Linked DNA regions of Macaca mulatta: region 2 is linked to region 1. The links are chromatin contacts, called in public Hi-C maps. All regions are on one chromosome and are shown on one strand. Each heading gives the region's core, a stretch centred on a gene start, on an enhancer-like site or on the middle of the called end of the contact. The rest is flanking DNA. Distances are from core to core; before and after follow the strand shown.

What was found. Hi-C and Micro-C count contacts between places; a contact is called where the count stands out from the background.
Region 2: a Hi-C map of blood shows a contact between it and region 1, with 5 times the contacts expected there. The contact joins the enhancer-like site here to the promoter of GSK3A in region 1. A contact is called at or near these places in 5 of 14 Hi-C or Micro-C datasets (CD4 T cells, blood, cortical neurons and 2 more).

What each region holds. Positions count from the first base shown.
Region 1 is chr19:53,296,601-53,299,676 of T2T-MMU8v2.0, reverse strand. GSK3A (glycogen synthase kinase 3 alpha) reads left to right here and starts at 1,574. Exons shown (of 11, transcript NM_001266636.2): 1 at 1,574-1,914. The coding sequence starts at 1,632. The region is part of intron 1 of DEDD2 (death effector domain containing 2); the gene reads left to right.
Region 2 is chr19:53,335,953-53,339,028 of T2T-MMU8v2.0, reverse strand. All of the region lies in intron 2 of CIC (capicua transcriptional repressor), which reads right to left. Among named protein-coding and RNA genes, the nearest start is that of CIC, 12 kb to the right of the region's middle. Within about 2 kb of position 1,573, at least 27 of the 40 cell types and tissues checked have an H3K27ac peak or open chromatin away from gene starts, as enhancers often do. A contact at or near this core is called in CD4 T cells, blood and fetal cortex germinal zone, where this site is marked.

The DNA.
Region 1 (3,076 bases), core at 325-2,824:
AGAGCGAGACCCTGTCTCAAATAAAGCAAAATCTGAAAACTGAATGGGGGTTCAAGACATAATTTTTTTTTTTTTTTTTTTTGAGACGTAGTCTCACTCTTGTCGCCCAGGCTGGAGTGCAGTGGCGCGATCTCGGCTCACTGCAACCTCCGCCTCCCGGGTTCAAGCGATTCTCTTGCCTCAGCCTCCTGAGTAGCTGGGATTACAGGCGCCCGCCACCACGCCCAGCTAATTTTTGTACTTTTAGTAGAGACGGGGTTTCGCCATGTTGGCCAGGCTGGTCTCGAACTCCTGACCCCAGGTGATCCGCCCGCCTCGGCCTCCAAAAGTGGTGGGATCACAGGCGTGAGCCACCGGCACCCAGCCTGAGCCACCGCGCCCGGCCCAGAAATTCTATTTCCGTCTTTTTAATGCTCCATTCAGCTTCCTGGTGCGAACCACATTGCTAGGAAAAGCTAGACTGTATCCGAAGACTAGTTAGTGTTCGGAGAAACCGCCGGGAACTTTGTTTCCCGAATTCTTTGCAGAGTTGCGGTTAGAGAGGGGACATTTTTTCTTTCTTGATCTATGGTCACCTGGAACTTAAAGGTGCTTGGCTCCATTTTCCAGCAGTCCTTGATCGACCTCGCCTCTTTCTTTAAGAAGAACCTGGGGGCGAGGAAGGAGGGGCTGAAACACTTTTAAGTCTCTCCAGGGAACTACTGCAGTCTCTAACCTTTCGCTCCACGCCCCCGATGGTGGCCATTGGACTCCGCTTCCCGACAAGCCTCCGCAAACTGGCCTCACAAAGGGTCAGGTCTGGACTATTCCCCAGCAGGCTTGGAGCTCATGGGCGATCCCGCCCCCTCAGTCAATGGGGAGGATGCCTTGAACTCCATTTCCCAGAACACACCAGGGCTCGCTGTGGCAACTGCACTGAAGCCTTGGTGTTGACTACACTTCCCGGCAGGGACTGCGGCCTAGCGTACCTGGGAAGAGAAGCGCGAAATTTACTCCATTTCCTCTCCCATCTCCGGAATTGCAGTATCCACTTGGGACTTAAGAAACCACCTGGGACTCCATTTCCCGGCGTGCTTTAAGAATCGCTTTACACCTGCAATGCGGTGAGGGCGTGGCGATGACTCCATTTCCCGGCTTGCTTCACGGCCCGAGATCCGCAGGTTCACGCGCGCCGACTCAATTTCCCAGAGCGCACCGGGCTCTGGGACGCACACACAGCCAATAAACTGAGTGAGTGGACTCTGTTTCCCAGCGTGCATCAGGCTCTCTGCTTCCCGAAATACTTCAGGGCTCCCCGTCGTACCGTCGGCAGACAGATTACCCTGGACTCCATTTCCCGACGTATAGCGCGACCCGTCATTCCCGCGGTCTACTCTGAGGCTTTTGTGGACTTCATTTCCCGGCGTGCCACGGGGCTCTCTGTGCGGGCCGAGGGCGGCGACGGCGGCGCGGACGACAGCCGGACTGCATCTCCCGGCGTGCCCCGCGGCGGGCGCTGGGCCGGAGCCGGAGCCCAAACCCGAGCGGCGCGGCCTGGAAGAGGCCAGAGCCCGGGGGAGGCGGCGGCAGCGGCGGCGGCTGGGGCAGCCCGGGGAGCCCGAGCCCCGCGGCCTGGGCCTGTGCTCGGCGCCATGAGCGGCGGCGGGCCTTCGGGAGGCGGCCCTGGGGGCTCGGGCAGGGCGCGGACCAGCTCGTTCGCGGAGCCAGGCGGCGGAGGCGGAGGCGGCGGCGGCGGCCCCGGAGGCTCGGCCTCCGGCCCAGGCGGCACCGGCGGCGGAAAGGCATCTGTCGGGGCCATGGGTGGGGGCGTCGGGGCCTCGAGCTCCGGGGGTGGACCCGGCGGCAGCGGCGGCGGAGGCAGCGGAGGCCCCGGCGCAGGCACTAGCTTCCCGCCGCCCGGGGTGAAGCTGGGCCGTGAGTACTAGCGGCGCCCGTGTAGGGTGGTGATCAGGGTTCCCAAAGCTCCTCAGACATCCATCAGGTTCTTTCATATGCTTAGGTAGGAGCCAGAGGTCACTATGCCTCCCCAAATCGGGGATCTGAGCCCTCTTCCTCCCAGGAAAAGGGGTCTTGGGGTTACCATCTCTTGGAGATCAGAATTACTCTTGGATCAGAATTACTAACACTCAAAGAAACAGGGGTTACAAGTCCCTGTTCTTTCATTATTGAGATCTTGGGTCCTTGAGCCTTAAGAACAGGTATCTGACGTTGCTACTCATTATAATATTGGATCAGAGGTCACAGTCGCTTGCAAATGGGGATTTAGGGTTATTGTCTCCTAAGAGAACAAGAATAAGACCAATCGCGAAAAAGAGGGATCTGCATTCGCTGTCCTTCAGAAGATGAGGATTTGGAGTGAATATCACTTAGAAGCAGGGCTTTGAGGTTACTGTGTTGTGTCCCCAAAGAATAAGGCCAGGCTTGCCAAACCTGGTACTCAGATCACCTTCCCTATTAAAACCAAGACCTGGCATCATTACCCACCCTAAATATTGTTGAGCTGTACCCCCAATGGTGAGAATTAATAGTTACTGCTTCTTAAAGACATTGGGAGTCAGCATATCCTTCAAATCAAGTCCATAGTCCATGTTTTAAAATACATGGCTTGGTGTGTCTCCTTTAACAAAAATGGAATGGAGCAGGGTAGGTCACAGTTTCCTATAAAATATGGATCTAAGGTTATACTTGTTCAATAATTGTTCTAAGGTATGGTGTCATTGGCTCTGAAAAAAATAGTGATGTAGGGTTATCTCCCTCTGAAAGAACATGTCACTGGCCCCTCAAAATGGATTTGGTGGCCGGGCGCGGTGGCTCACGCCTGTAATCCCAGCACTTTGGGAGGCTGAGGCAGGCGGATCACCTGAGGTTCTGTTTGAGACCAGCCTGGACAACTGGTGGAACCCTGTCTTTACTAAAAATACAAAAAATTAGCTGGGCGTGGTGGCGGGCGCCTGTAATCCCAGCTACTCGGGAGGCTGAGGCAGGAGAATCGCTTGAACCCAGCAGGCGGAGGTTGCAGTGAGGCGAGATCGTGCCACTGCACTCCAGCTGGGCAACGAGAGCGAAACTGTGTCTC
Region 2 (3,076 bases), core at 324-2,823, 39 kb before region 1:
AATGTGAGGCAGGAATTGAGGCTGAAATCAATGTGGCCCGCTATCTCCCCACCACTGCCCCCACCACTGCCCCCTCCTCTCCCCACCGGTGAGTGAGTCACCTACTGGCAAGTTAACCCCTTCCCTACTGCAATAAAGCCCAAGGACAGAGCTCAGAGGAGCTCTGCCCCCCAGATCCCCCACTTCTGTTGGTTCAGAAAAAGAGCCAGGCATGGCACAGGAGGGAAAGAGGGCCCCACACATCTGGGAGGGTTGCACATCTGGTAGAAGACACAGTGCCCACGGAGGAGAGATGGGAAGAGGCCCCTTTCGGGGCAGGGTACAACCAAGTGGGGGCCTAGCCTGGTAGGGAGGGGCGGGAATCCGGGCGGGAAGGGCCCCCCTGCCCTGGGCGCTGGGCCAGCCCTATACTTAGCTTCTATTGTTCAGGGTGGAGGAACCCTGGGTGGGGGTGGATTAGGAGCAGAGGGGAGGGAGCAGGTCCTGTCCCTAGACAGCTCCCTCTCTCTTGCCATCCCCAACCCTAACAGAGGCCTCCCTAGTTGGAAAAAGGTACTGAGCAGGACTGTGATGGCAGCCACCCTCTGCACCAACCCCTAACCAACTCCACAGAAGGACTGCCCCTAAACAGCCCCCACTGTGCCACCACACCCAGGCCTGGGGACAGGGAACCCAGACGAAGACATCAACAGTCACCCAGGCGGGCTGTACAGGCTGAGGCCTGCCCAGAGGCCTGGGGCGAGCAGCCAGGGATGCTCACAGACTGAGGGACAGGCAGAGGCGCACTCTAAACTCACGGGGCCCATTTATTGAGCCCGCTAGGCACCGCACCCCTGCCGGCCGCCTGCGGCTCCCCACCCTGCTCTCCAGGCCCAGGTCCCCGCCTCAGCTCACCACCCTGGTGTCCCCAGCTCCCCTCACCCGCTTTCCACATACACACCCACCCACCCACCCCGGGCGGCGTCGGCGACGGCCAGGGTTGCCTGGGGAACGAGCCCAGGATTGGGCTGGCGCGGCTCGGCAGGGATGGGGGGCTAAAAATAGCGCTGGGGTGAGTCAGTGTGAGTGGGGCTGGGGTAGGCAGGGGGACCAGGAGGAAAAGAGAGACAGGGGAGAGTGTGTGGGGGATGGTCCCCAAGGATTGGGAGATGGGTGGGATGCGGGGGTCGGGGGTTGAGAGACGTGGGTTTGGGGAAGGGAAGGTGCGGGGGCGGGGAAGGGGTGTACAGGCGCTGGGGCTGGGAGGGTTGGTCTACGCGGGCTGAGGGAGGCGCCAAGGCCCGAGCAGAGGAGGGGGCGCCGCCCTGCGTTCCCCTTCCCTCCCCGCGCTCACGAGATTTTCCACTCGCCGCCTGGCCCCTAGCCAACCCCAGGCAGGCCCCACAAAGCCGCTTTGTGCAGGGAGGGCGGGCGGGTGCCCGGCCGGCCTGACACCCACGCGGGCCACGGCGGGGCGCCGGCCAGCTGGCACCCGAGCTGTCTGCGGTGGGAGGGAGGGTCCCCCACCCAGCCCAAGGACGCGGCCGCGCAGGGGTTAATCGCTCAGGGGCGGGGAAGCAGGCCTCGGCCAATCAGCGGTCGGCGGGCGAGACGGCAACCAATGGGAAGGACGGAGGACCGACACAGGAGGCCTGCACCCAGGGGCGCGCGGGAACCAGCACCCCTGGGTGCCAGCGGGGGCTGGGCGCGGCCCTCGCTGGGTGCCAGTCCGCGTCTACGCAACCCCCAGAGCACCTGGTTTCCCCGACTACTTCACAAGACACAGGCTCAGTGGGGGGACAGCATCTTGCAGCCGGGAGGTGGCACAGCTGGGATTTGAACCCAAATCTATCTGGCTTCACAATCAGCTTTTCCGCCGAAAAAAGGGGACGGGAGTTCCCTGCCCGGTGCCTCGTGGGGAGCGGGAACAGGGGATAGGGTGGGGGTGGAGGAGGCGGCGCGGCGGGCTAGGGTCCAGCCGCCTGCGGTGCAGCCGCTGCCGCCGGTGGTAATGGGAGCCAGACGCCGTCGCCGCCGCTAATGCGCCTCCCTCCCGGCCACTAATGGAGCCATTAATACCCGGGCGCCGGGGGCTCCGGGACGTACCAACCCCTACCCCCCCTGCCGCGCATGCGCGCGCCTGCTGTCCCGCCGCGGCCTGCCGCCAGGAGGCAGCCTGACGCCTCGCAGTTCCAGGTGCTGGGGGCTGCTAAGCTGGTGGAGCTGGGGTCTCTTCTACAAAGTCACCAAGACTCATTCCTGCAACTTCACAAGCTCTTCCTCCTCTCCTCCTCTTCTCCAAGCCATCTTCTTCCCAATTCCTGCCTTTCCAGGGCGATCTCCAGGGGTCTCTGACACCTAGATCCGACCTTTTCCCTCCCCTGCTCTAAATGCCTTCTTGGCTCTTTACTGGCCCGAGTCCCAGCTTCTCAGCCTGGCATTCAGGCTGGGCCTGTCGTCCACAGCACCCTTCTGCTAAGCCTGGACTCTGGTGTCAGCTCCAGCCTCAACTAGCCACTCGGAGTTCATGCACTTTCACTCCTCCTGGTCTTTTCTCATGCAGCTGCTTCAGGTGGAATTGCCTTTTCCTTTCTTTGACTACTCTGAAATCTACTCATTCCTCATACTTCAGCTCAAATGTCACCTCCAATGAGAAACCTACCTGATCCTCCCTTATCAGCCCCCATGAACCAGAGTTGTCCCTGCCCCCTGGCTTCCCCAGACTCAGTACCTCCCTAGGCTCATCCTTGCCTGTGCCTGCATCCACATCTGCCTTCCTCACCCACTTGCCCCAGGACTGCTCAGCCCTGGGCCTGGCAGAGGGATGAGGAGGGAGCTGGCTCCTGCTGGTGGAGATAGGGTTCACTGTTTGAGACAAAATGGAAATTATGGTGGGCAGTACCTGGATCTGGGGAGTCAGGAGACCCAGGCTTAACCCCTCTGGCCCCTCTTTTTCCCCACCTGCCCAAGCATAGTTGGTGGGTACTGCCTGGTCTCTGAGGCCCTACCCATTGGGGTGCACTATATCTGAGACTCGTTTCAATGAAGCTGGCATCAAATGAAAGGCAAGGGGTAGCGGGGGAGGTAGGGTGACCTG